3 separate regions of the Mus musculus genome follow, and all the other regions are linked to region 1. A link is a contact called in public promoter capture Hi-C data. All regions are on one chromosome and are shown on one strand. Each heading gives the region's core, a stretch centred on a gene start, on an enhancer-like site or on the middle of the called end of the contact. The rest is flanking DNA. Distances are from core to core; before and after follow the strand shown.

The links. Promoter capture Hi-C pulls out the DNA fragments that hold promoters and counts their contacts.
Region 2: a promoter capture Hi-C map of pre-B cells shows a contact between it and region 1. The contact joins the promoter of Frg1 here to the promoter of Vps37a in region 1. A contact is called at or near these places in 15 of 39 promoter capture datasets (the 3T3-L1 cell line, the C10 cell line, the HPC-7 cell line and 7 more), 5 of 484 Hi-C or Micro-C datasets (B cells, CD4 T cells, CD8 T cells and 2 more), 10 of 115 datasets of contacts at active chromatin or transcription factors (double positive thymocytes, effector CD8 T cells, extraembryonic endoderm stem cells and 7 more) and 3 of 9 other capture datasets (adipose tissue, liver and macrophages).
Region 3: a promoter capture Hi-C map of embryonic stem cells shows a contact between it and region 1, with 2.4 times the contacts expected there. The contact joins the enhancer-like site here to the promoter of Vps37a in region 1. A contact is called at or near these places in 16 of 39 promoter capture datasets (3T3-L1-derived adipocytes, the C10 cell line, the HPC-7 cell line and 11 more), 8 of 115 datasets of contacts at active chromatin or transcription factors (the NIH/3T3 cell line, T-cell acute lymphoblastic leukemia, bone marrow-derived dendritic cells and 5 more) and 3 of 9 other capture datasets (adipose tissue, liver and pancreatic islet).

What each region holds. Positions count from the first base shown.
Region 1 is chr8:40,509,989-40,514,005 of GRCm38.p6, forward strand. It overlaps Vps37a (vacuolar protein sorting 37A), which reads left to right and starts at 1,795. Exons shown (of 12, transcript NM_033560.3): 1 at 1,795-2,245. The coding sequence starts at 2,121. It overlaps Cnot7 (CCR4-NOT transcription complex, subunit 7), which reads right to left and starts at 1,766. Exons shown (of 7, transcript NM_011135.5): 1 at 1,552-1,766; 2 at 27-238. The coding sequence starts at 143.
Region 2 is chr8:41,415,347-41,419,363 of GRCm38.p6, forward strand. It overlaps Frg1 (FSHD region gene 1), which reads right to left and starts at 1,772. Exons shown (of 9, transcript NM_013522.3): 1 at 1,554-1,772. The coding sequence starts at 1,615. It overlaps Gm50494 (a long non-coding RNA gene), which reads left to right and starts at 1,780. Exons shown (of 2, transcript XR_003947538.1): 1 at 1,780-1,903; 2 at 2,005-2,389.
Region 3 is chr8:41,264,287-41,268,303 of GRCm38.p6, forward strand. It overlaps Pcm1 (pericentriolar material 1), which reads left to right. Exons shown (of 38, transcript NM_023662.3): 6 at 2,901-3,078. Among named protein-coding and RNA genes, the nearest start is that of Pcm1, 27 kb to the left of the region's middle. Within about 2 kb of position 2,130, at least 10 of the 459 cell types and tissues checked have an H3K27ac peak or open chromatin away from gene starts, as enhancers often do. A contact at or near this core is called in embryonic stem cells, where this site is marked.

The DNA of each region.
Region 1 (4,017 bases), core at 545-3,044:
TTAAAAAGCTTTAGTCATGTCCATACCATAGCAACATAATTATATTTTCGGATAACTTGACGGATTTTCTTCATCTCTTCATCCAGGTTACAAGCCCAAACTTCACAAATTCTTTGGCTATGATCTACGGTTGCTGCTGGCATAGTGACAGCACAAGGAGTCTAGATGTGGAGCATCAAAATGTTATACTTGATTGAAGATTTGTGTCATAAAAATACTTTACCCTTTACTTATGCACCTGTTGAAATAAAAAAACACCAATATCATGAATGTGAATTATAAAACTGGGCTGGTATAAACCTTATTTATACAAAGTTCATGACTCATAACAAAATCAAGTTTTAGACAGTTCCTTTTCTCAAGGTATACAGCTAATATTTAGAGGATAAAAGCACCACACCGCCGATTTCCCAACTGAATATAAATTTCACTAATTAAGATTTGCTCCGAGTTCAATTCACTCCACACAAAACTTTGAACCATTTCAAGCCAAAAAAAAAAAAAAAAATCAACAAAATCAAACGTTTCATAACAGAATGCTTGCTTTTATTCTTCTAACAAAACATTTAAAAATCTTACTCATTCAAAGCAGAGCAGAGGAAACATTTTTCTTAAAAATGTTTTGAAAAGCCATTAGGCAATCTCAGAAACAAATATAGCGGGAGGGAGAAAGAAAGAAAGAAAGAAAGAAAGCAAGCAAGCAGGTAGGCAGGCAGGCAATGAAATGTGTACATTTAAAAATTTCTAATTTCAAAAACTGGCAACCCAAGAGAGACCTCACGTCTCTGCCATCCACACAAGGTTCACGGTATACAATGGTAAGATAATTAATCAGACGGACAGGGACCAAACACACAATAACCCCCGACAAAACCAGCGAGTTAAAAGAGGGTGGCCTGGTGTCCCAAACTCCTAAATGTACGCTGGAGAAAACAAAAGGTGATGCAGGGCACGCCTTCTTTCTTCCTCCCCTCCGTCCTCACACCGGTCCCTACACGCGCTCTACCGACACACTGTACTTTAACCCTGCTTTCCTCCACCCGCTCTTCTCTACTGCGGTCTCAGGGGTCCCTCCAAGGGGCAGCCAAGGCCTTCTCATCCCTGAGGTCGCGCGTCCTCCGTGGGCGAGCAACGTGGAGAGAGCACGGCCGCCTTCATGTCAAGGATAAGTCGCTCGGCTGGCCGCCGGCCAGGAGCAGGGTGCCTATTCGCATGGCCTAGAGCCAGACCGACTACCCCCAAAAACCACTGCCGAGGACGAAAGCCACCGGGGCCCCAAGTAGGCCACCGCCCTCCACTCGCAATTTCCTTCCCACAACGAAGTCCCAGGTACAAAGCGGTGGCGTCATCACTGCGCGCCGCGCCCCTGACAGCCCCCACCCGCCCCCCGCCCGTTAGCACCGCCGTCCCCCCGGGCTCCCCGCCTCCGCCAGTTCCGTCCCACACAGCCACGCTTAGGCGGGCGCCATCGCGCGCGCCAATCTCGGGCTCCCCACTCCCAGCCCCTTTTCCCAAGGCGCCCCAGCACGCCCGGGCCCCCGCCGGATCTACTTGGGTCTCTGAGCTCGCGCTCCTCCTCCTCCTCCTCGCCATAGAGCTAGCACCCGGCGGCGGCGGTGGCGGTGGCGGTACCGGCGGCGGCGGCGGGAGCCCCATAGACGCCTCTCGCCCTGCGAAAGGGGGAAAGGGGAGCTGGAGCGGCGCTCGGCCCAGCGCGGCGACGTCGCTCCTCGCACGTCCCGCCGAGGGCGCGGCCTGATGACGCCGGGCGCCGGGTGGGCGGGGCCCTCCCTCAGGAGGCGGGGCGGGCAGGTGACGAACGCCCCGGCGTTGGAGCAGCTGAGCCGGCAAGGCGACCAGGCCTAGCTAACTGACCCCGGGGTGGTGGTGGCCCGGAGCACACCGGGGTTCCGTCCAGCCGACGAGTCGCCCTTCTCCAGCCGCCCGCAGTGGTAGCTCGGACCCCCGGGGCCAGGGACTCACGAGCGCGGCGTGTGGGAGACGGCGCGGCCCCTGGGCACCCCGTCCGGGCCGTGCTCGATCGCCCGGGAAGCACTGGGCTAAGCGAGGAGCAGCAGGCCAGAACCTTGTAGGGCCTCGGGCCCGGGGACCCGAGGAGGATGAGCTGGCTCTTTCCCCTGGCGAAGAGCGCGTCATCCTCCGCGGCTGGGTCCCCTGCCGGCCTCACCAGTCTCCAGCAGCAGAAGCAGCGGCTGATCGAGTCACTCCGGAACTCCCATTCCAGGTGACGACTGGTGGCTTCGGCCCAGGGTAAAGTAGGACGGGAGGGCGGGCTGCTTGCAAACACACCGTGTGCGAATCCGTAGGCCGCTCCATCAGCTGCCTCCTGTTGATGGGTCTTCCAGTGGGGTTAAGCGCTTGCTTCCCTAGTTTGTGTCCCTGGTGCCCCACCGCTGTTCAGCTCCTCTCTTGACTTGGCTCATCTCCACTGACAAACGGAGTCATCTCTCTTTAATCTGTATACAGCACCCCTAGCTCACACGCTAATTTTCCTTTTGATCTACCTGATTGTAGCATTGCCTTCGAATTGTTAACATGCTAAGAGACAGTTGGAAAGATAATTCCCAACAGTTTTATGAACTGAAAATTTAAACTGTTGCAACGTCAAAGAAAAGGGAAGCCAGTGTTTTTAGTTAACTCTGTCCTGGTGACAATCCTTTTGAGTCTGTAATTAAAGCTCACCCTGTTCCAATAACCTCTTTCTGTCTTGTAATTGTTAGAGTCTTTAGACTTCTCACTTTCTTCTATTTGGCTCCACACTTAGGACTTGCCAGACAACCATCTGCATTATCTGTTGTCTTTTGAGTTTGCTTGTTGTATTGTAGTCAAACTAGAAATACAGGAAATCAGATTATTTCGACTTTTTTTCTTAAATATAAAATTGTTTGCTGCAGTCTTTTTTTTAAATTAGATATGTCCGTGGCTGCTACAGGCTTTCAAATATTAGAGCTGCTTTGCGATATATGGATTTTACAATTAACTAACAGCTTCACAGCACATTTTATAAAGCATATTAGAGATCAACATGATTAAACTCTAGACTTTCAAAAACCTTGTCACATTATACACATTATAATATGTTATACAATATAATTATGTATGTATACATACCTACTCACACATCCATGAGATAATAACATCAAGTTATTGAACACACCATCAAGGGCTATTTTTGTGTTACACATCTATTTTCTTCCCAAGCAAGTAAGCTATAACCTAAAAAAACATTGTCTAAAGAAAAATTCACTACAAAATCAGTTTGAATGAGGCCTGTTGCTGACTGAACTGAGTTTCTTGGTTGTCAACTTCATTTTTGGTTGTAGGAAAGTTTCAAAAAGTCATTTACTGTCTTTTTAAGTAGAAAAGAGTAGCTATCCTTTATTGTTGGTTTCACTGTGGAAAATTCAACTCATAAAGTTGTCCCACTTTGTCGGGTGTGATGGCTTTTCCCCACTCATGGTAAGGTCATGATCCATGCCTGCTCTTAAAGCTTTGGGTTGGCTACACGAGAGAACAAAATAGACTTGTGTAAGCCAAATTTTATGTGGTGTGGAGCTTTCATAAACGAAGACCCCGAGTCCCAGGGAAACCTTTTTGTCTTAGGAGTAGGCAGTGGGTGGGAGAGTGTTAGGACAAAAGGGCACGATCTAATGGTGGTAGACTGAAATGGAGGAAACTAGCAAGTCCTAGATTTGAGGTGTGCTTGCTTGTTTGGTTTTGGTTTTTCTAAACAGGGTTTCTCTGTGTAGCTCTAGTTATCTTGGACTTGGCGCTGTAGGCGCCTTGAACTCAGGGATTTGCCTCTCTGCCTCTCAAGTGCTGCCTGCCAGTCTCCCTATTCTTAACTCTTCTGTGCAGCATTCCTTCTGCCCTGTTAGAGGGACAGAGCCCCTCTAGAAAGAGGATTTTCTAAGAGTGGCCTTTCTAGGTGTTAGGTTTCTTTTATCATCCATGAGGAAAGGGGACTCTTGTCTTTAGGACGACTTTCAGAGGAAA
Region 2 (4,017 bases), core at 522-3,021, 910 kb after region 1:
CAAATGAAGAAAGAACATAATAAAAATAGTATCATTCAGTCACAGAACAGAACAAACACACAGCCCACAGGATGGATTGCTCTTCAAAACGAAGAGCAAGAAGCTAGGTATAGCACACAGCAGCAGCCCCCAGCAAACGGGTGGATCTCTGTGAGTTCCAGGTATAGCACACAGCAGCAGCCCCCAGCACACGGGTGGATCTCTGTGAGTTCCAGGCCAACCAGAGCTACGTACGGAGATCCTGTCTCAACAGCAACCTAAGTGAAAGAAGCCAAACATAGAAGGCTATGTACTATTTAATTCCACAGGCATAACATATTCATAACAAGTAAATCCTTATAGCTGGAAAGCAGTCGACAGAAGCTGGAAGGGCGGGCAGAAGGGTGTGACTATTTAATGGTTGGTTAAACAGTCTCCTTTGGAGTGGCAAAATGCTTACTGACTAAATAGTGGTGAACTCGTAAATATACTAAACCCCACTAGCTGTACACTTTAAAAGGAGTTTATGGCTTATGAATTACAGCTCCATAAATGGAAACACGAGGAGAGATCTTAGGGGAAAAGTGATTATTCAGAGTGCTTACAACAAATTCTGAGCCTTGCTGTGGTTGCAGCCCAAGCCTTTAATCCCAGCACTTGGGGGTTGGTGGGGTGGGGGAGGTGAGGCAGGTGAGTGTCTGAGTTCATGGCTATCCTAGTCTACAGAGTTAAGTTCCAGGACTACACAGAGAAACCTTGTCTCAAAAAAACAAAGAACCAATCATGGAAACATGGAAAGCACTACATAGGTTTTAATAACTGCTGTCTTAACTTCTTTGTATTTTATCGACAACATCTTCAGAAGCAAATTCTAAATTTTAAACAGTTTCAGATTCGGTCAGGATAAAGCTCCGAGCTCATTCAGCACGAAGCTCGCTGACAAGTACCTGTTGAAACTGCTTCAGCGGTGATACAGGAAATAAAGTGTTCAACTTTGGCTAGATCCTTCAAGAGGACGGAAATAGGATCGGGCAAGATATCTTTCTCTATAGGGCTAACTATAAATCACACCCACATGCCTCCACTTGGCTGTTATATTCTGAGTTGGCTGTCTCATTCAGTTCTCATAACTCTTTTTTATAGTCTCGAGGAACAAGAACCAGCGTCTAATAAATCAGCAAACGAACCATCAACCCATCACCGGTGCGAATTCAAGGTCCCGACTCACACTATGATGCAGCTTTGCCTGCCCCCTACATATTACACTGCAGAGAATCAGGGCGTTTTTGTTTGTCCGCTTGCTTTTTCCATTTGCAGGAAAGACCGGTGGAAAAAAAAACTTTCCTTAAAGCAAGTTATCAAGGCAGGCAGGGGGAGGCCTGGGGGGGGGGGCAAAAGTAGGACTCCTGGTCTCTCCGTTTCGGGGGATCCCCGGCCACGCAGCGTCAGCTAAGAAGTGTCGGGGAGGCTGTCCACGCAGGTCTGAGTGTCCTGGGTGGCTTGGCTACCCCGTCCCTTGAGCCCCGGGGATGGATGCACTGAGAACCGCGCCTCCCTCCCGAGCGCCGCCTCACCTCTTGGCTTTAGTGCCCTTGAGCACGAGTTTGGTGGACTTTACATAGGAATATTCGGCCATGGCCCGGCTCGCTGAAGTGGCAGCCTCTGGCAGAGCTTCCGTAGGACTGGGAGGAGGAGGAAGTGGCTCTAACGGCCGGAGCTGAGCGAGTCCCCGAGGAACTCTCGGTCTTCTTCAACCCAAGGCTACGATTCTCCGGCTTCCTGTTTACTGCTTCCGATGCACTACGGCGGCCGTGGAGGGTCCAATCACGTCAGCGTTCCTGCGGCGAAGTCCCGGATGTTCGCGGTTTTTTTTCCCCCCCAAACCAGGCAAAACTTATAGAGACGCCCCCTGGTGGAAGCGAAGGTATCCAACAGTTTCCTGCTGCCGAGGTTGTAAAGACCATACCTGGATTGGATGAGCCAGATGTTGAAAGGATCAAATCTATCTGCCCACTCTCTTTGCAGCGGACATCGCACCAAGTACCCGGCAACCCGCCAGACTGGGCCTGCACAGAGAAACCGAGATGTGTGTTCTGTGGAGGCGTGGGTCACAGCCTTGGCTTCGGGCAACTTTATCAACGACTCTGGCTCCAGAGTTGTTAGTTGTGTTGTACATGTTTTACTCGTGTATTGTGTATGAGTAACACACAAGAAACAATTGAGGAATGATACAATGTATAGTTGCTAACTACTGGTTTCTATCGCAAGTGCTGAAGAGACTTTGGTCTCCACACCGAATACTGTCTTTCCCTGTAGTCTTGATCCAGCCAAGTGCGTATTCCTTTTGCCTCCTCCAATCTTCCCCGCAATGTTATAACTCCCTTCCATTACAAACAATGCACCGCTGATACAGCTTCTGTGTGATCTTTGGTTTTTGTGAAAGAAACATGAATGCTGTTAGAATCAAAAAATGGAATGGCTTTGTCAACACTTGACAAATATAAAACACTTTTGAAGGAATGATTGATGGCAGCTCTGGCAAGGGATGACGTGCAAAGATATTCTAGGTCTGTGTGATCTGGCTGGAATCCAGACACACACTTAGTACACACCTTTAATCCTAAACAACGATGTCTAATTGAGGGGCAAACAAAGTGGTGAATCAGAGGGAGATTTGACAGAATATGCTCAACGCTCATCTGAGTGGCACAAGAGAGAGAAGCTATTCAGGTCAGGGGCAAGTTCAGTCTTTAGCGCTTGTCAGTCAGTGGGGAGTCAGAGTGGCGAGTACAGTACAGTGGAGTTGAGTGAGTTCCTTCATGAGCTCCTGCAGTTCAGTGAAGGTCAGCAGAGGCAGTTAAAGCCAGAGAATGAGAAGCCAGAAGATTAGAATAGATTACCAGAGTTAGTTTGAGGGCAAGCAGAGCAACTCAGGAGACACGGAGAGAAGCCAGATGAAAATCAGTCAGCTTGGAGAGGAGTTGAAGCCAGAATAGATTAGCTGAATCAGCCAGCCAGAATTTAGAAAGGAGTGGAAAGGGTGAGTTTATTCAGCAGCAAGCCTCTGAGATGGCGATTACATCTAGCAAATAGAAGATATTTTTGACAAAACTATCACAAAGATACTGCCTGAACTCCAACCTTGCACAGAAACTGCCCACAACCTCATACAGGAAACACTTTTGCAAGTACTTCTCCCTATCCAGCAAATAAATACAGGGTCTGTTATTTGTAACTCAGCCAATGATTATTGCTTAAAAGTATCTGATTTAACTCTCTTTATCTTTGTCTTGTCTTTTCTGGTGCTGGGGACCTGGCTTTGTGATAGGAACAGAGCATGCAGTTTAGGGTAAGGCCCTGGAAAACTGCACAAGCAGGAATGACCACGCTTTTCCCAAGAACACCAGAAGGGAGCTGGGTGTCTTCTAACTTCTGAAAGAGCATCCTTACCTGGAGATGACCTGAGAGCGCGACCAAAGCTCAAGGCACTAATCTTTTCTGGAACTGGATCTTTGGCTTTTCTTGGTGAAATAGGTCTTGTCTCATCCTCAGGTTTAGCCCATCCCATAAATGATGCTGGGGTTATGGCTTAAGAGAGGCAATGCCACAGTAGTCTTGATCAGAGCTCTATAGAAGTCCATTAAGGAAGAGACACTTTCCTTTGGAAAATAAGATAAAATTTCTCTCTCTTTTTTTAAAGATTTATTTACTTATTAATATGTAAGCTGTCTTCAGACACCCCAGAAGAGGGTGCCAGATCTCGTTGTGGATGGTTGTGAGCCACCATATGGTTGCTGGGATTTGAACTCAGGACCTTCAGAAGAGCACTCAGCGCTCTTAAGCGCTGAGCCATCTCTCCAGCCCCCAGAATCTCTGTTCTTAGGTAGAGACCTAAAATCTTCCCCCCACTTTGAAACAGGGGATGTCTGGGTGTCCTTGGCTGTTTTGGAGCTTGCTCTGTAGACCAGGCTGGCCTCAAATCTTAAAGAGATCTGACTGCCTCTGCTGAGATTAAAGGTGTGTGCCCACCCCCACCAT
Region 3 (4,017 bases), core at 880-3,379, 750 kb after region 1:
TAGCATGTTTACCAGGTCTTCTTTCACCCTGTGGTAGTTCATTAACAAACAAACAAACAAACAAACAAACAACCTTCCAAAGCCCTTCTGTTTCTGTCTCTTGGAAAGTATTCTTACAAATAAGAATAATTATAACTTAAACTTGTTCAGGGATTTGTCACAATTTAACTATACTTTATCTTGATCTTTTAAAACAAAATTTTTATTTTTATTGTGTGTGAGTGTATGCCTGTGGTGGGCCACAACATGCTTGTGGAGGACAACCTTTATTGCTCTCCCTAGACAATGTGGGTCCTCAGGATTGACTCAGGCCATCAGACTCAATGCTTAGCTGTAAGACAAGCTCTGTAGTCTGCTGAGCCATCCTGCCAACCCTAGTCTTGGTTATTAATGTTATCCTAATGCAGCACACCCTAACTTGTACATAATTCACAAATGATTTTAATTAAATAAAACCTCACTTGGTATCACTTGACTTTTAAGTTTGTTTTCTGTTTATAGAATCTGTTAACTCTCACTCCTTCCAGTTCGTCCCTCTAAGAGACCTTTTAAAATAGAGTGTGTTTGAAGAGTAGAGGGAAAGGTTTCAGATTGATTCTATGTTAGATTCCGAGCTGAAAACAGCCTTATGAGTTGCAGGTTGATATAAAATGATAACTATCTACAAAGACTGATATTTTTGGTGTATTTTATAGATGTAATGTTTTGTATCCTGTAACAGCTTCATGTATACCTACCTATCCTTTGTGAGAGGAGTACTGTCCCACCATTGTTTTGAGACAGTGCCTCTCACTGGCTTGTAACTGGACCAAATAAACCAGTGAGATTGGCCATGGGTTCCACGTATCTGCTTCTCCCCACCTTTGAAGGAGCAAGTTTATAAGTGTGGACCACTAGTTCTAGCCTTTTTCTAAAAAAAAAATATAGGTTCTGAGGATCCAACTCAAGTTCTTATGCTTATAAGGCAAGCAGTTCAATTTGCCTCCTCCCAATCCCCCTGCTTTTAAAGACAGGGTCTTACTGTGTAGCTAGGGTACAACTCATGGCTAGGGTGGAACTCATATAGACCACACTGGCCTTGAATTCAGAGTTATAGCTGCCTCTGCCTCTCAAGTACTGAGATTTAAGGCATGTGCCACTACAGCCAGCTAGCTTCTCAGCTTTCTTCATAGTTGATTGTGACTACTAATCTGAAATGTAAACTATGTGTGTATAAAAGGTGTGAGGTGTCATCAACCTGCACTAAACTTCTAGTCTCATCTTAATAGTTAATCCTCTGAATAGTTAACTGTACTTTCTTCACTTTTCCCCCATTTCTAAGTCACAATGTAAGATGTTGTCATGGCTACCCAGTCTTATTTACAATATTGATGGTTCTACTTGGAGGAGGTAGATGGAAGAGGCTTTGTGTAACGCTGGTGAAGGATGTCATCCAGAAGGAAACTTGTTGAGCTGTCTGTATTCCCTGTGGTTTCTCTAGAAATCTCATTTGCCCAGGGAGAGTAGATCAGTGTATTCATTTGTACTTTCAAAAGAAATCATTTAACTTTTTACTTGCTTTAGTAATTTTAGGGGAGAAATCATTTAAAATTTTATATTCCCAACAAAAATTTGTTAGTGTGGCAAATTTGAAACCAAATCAATACATTAAAGGGAATATTTTTTTGTCAATGGATTAAAATAATAGAACTTTAAAATATTTTGATGGTAAATCATTTATGAAGAATATCTTTACAATATATTTTATATATAACTTGGCTTAAAATTTATTGTTTGGGGCTGTATTTACATTTCTGTTTTTGATTAGTTTTGTTCAGCTGTGTTTTAAATTTTAATTTTGTGTATGTGTTTTGTTTTGTTTGTTTGTTTTTTGAACACATGTGGCCTTAAAGCAAGAACTTTACCACTAAGCCATATCATCAGCCCACTTGGTCATTACTTCTTTAAATTTTTCTTTTAAAATATTGTTTTGTTTTGCATGTATAAGTGTTTTACCTGTATGTATGAGTGGGTATCCTATGCATGTCTGATGCCCACAGAGATCAGAAGAGGGTGTTCGAGCCTAGGAACTAGAGTTACAGGTGGTGGTGAACCTCTGGGAGTGGTGGGAAGTGAACCTGGGCTGGGTCCTATGCAAGAGTAACAAGCGTGTGTAACTGCTGAGTCATCTCCACCCCCATTGGTAGTTTCTTCTAAGTAGTCCCTATTCAAATCTTTTATGTTGCATATAGAGAGGATGATAAATTTTTATTGTATTGGGGAAGTCTTCCAGATTCAGTTTATGCCCCAAACTCAGCTAAATGGATGTAATTTAAGAGTTAAAAACTAATAAAACCACTTGATACAAAATAGAGTTTTCTGCTTTGTTATATATTTAATGTGCTTCATTTAGGCCTTTTTACATAAGATAATCAAATATATTTAAAAATTCTTGACCTTGGTTAGAAGTTGGAATATTTACTCTCTGTGTCTCTGTCTTCTCTCCTGCCCTCACTTACTTTGCTTTTGTTGTGTATGTGGAAAGTTATCTTCTGGAATGGGTAGAAAGTTTTGCTACCTGATAGTTTGTAGAGAAAATCTTTGAGAACATTAACTCAGTATAATTTGTAATTCCCTATTATTTTGTCTGCAGTATGTATAGCTCCATTTGCCTTCCTATACTTTGAAACCTTCTGCTTTCTAAGAGTTTTATTCTCTTCCTTTTAACTCCTCATAGTTTTTCACTGTAAAATTACTCAATTTTTAGTATGGGACATACCAGTTTTCTAAGTCTATTAAAACTGTATCTAGACTTGTGTATTTAATTGAAACTAGTATCTGCTGTACTTTGCCATTGGCAAATGAAACAGGGCCATGGATTTCAACTGTCAGGTATTAGTATTGTTGGTCTTATTTTTCAGGCCAGAGATCCTCAGCAGGAGCCTATGGAAGAGACAGAAAATTTGAAGAAACAACATGATTTATTAAAAAGAATGTTACAACAGCAGGAGCAGCTGCGAGCTCTGCAGGGCCGACAGGCTGCTCTTCTAGCTTTGCAGCATAAAGCAGAGCAAGCTATAGCTGTGATGGATGACTCTGGTATGTGATAGTCACAGAATAATTGCTTTAGAAGAAAGGCTCATTATTACAAAATGAATTGCTATTACTGTATTATCAGATCTCGGTTGTTGACTAGTGTAGCAACCTGCAAGCCAGGTTTACTCTGTTCTGTGCTTTTCTCTGGTTATACAGAAGAGGTTGCAGGAACAACTCCTGGCTATCATACCGTACAGACAGAGTATCTTTGAGAGGTAAAACAGACAGGCCTGTATATAGTACTGTTTTGTAACCTCAGGGTGATAGGGATCTTGTTTTTTTTTGTTTCCACTTTGCAGGAATTACTGCTGTTTTGTTTTGTTTTTGTTTTAAATCTCACTCAGCTAAGATTGTTGTTTATTTGTCTTGCAAAGAAGGTTTAAAAAATAATAAGCAAGCCAGGCCTGGTATCATAACACCTGTAATCCCAGCACACTGAAGTCTGAGGCAAGGAGGCTCAAAGAATTCTTAGGGTACAGGGAGATGGCTCAGTTGGTAAAGTGCTTGTTCCCCAAGCATGAGGACCTTAGTTTGGATCCTCAACAAGCACATTAAAGCCAAGTCATCTGTAGTCCCCGCTCCAGAAGGAACGGAGACAAGAGGGTCCCTGGGGTTCTGTGGTCTAGCCAGTTGATGAGCTTTGGGCTCAGTGAGTAATCCTGTCTCAAAAATAATATGGAGAGTGACTAAGGAAGATAACCAAAATCAACCTCTGACGTACACATATGTGTACATAGCCTCCCTTCTCTATAATACTTCATAGTGAAATTGCCTCATAAAATAAAGTAGGGAGGGCTCTAGGTTTGCCAGCTTAAGTATGCCCTGAGTTCAGTCCCTAGCCCCTGGAGAAAACATAAACAGAGAAAGTCTAATAAGGAAGTAAATTAATGGAGCATGTTTACTATTTAATGTTAGCAGTTCTGTTATTTCATTTAGAAATCC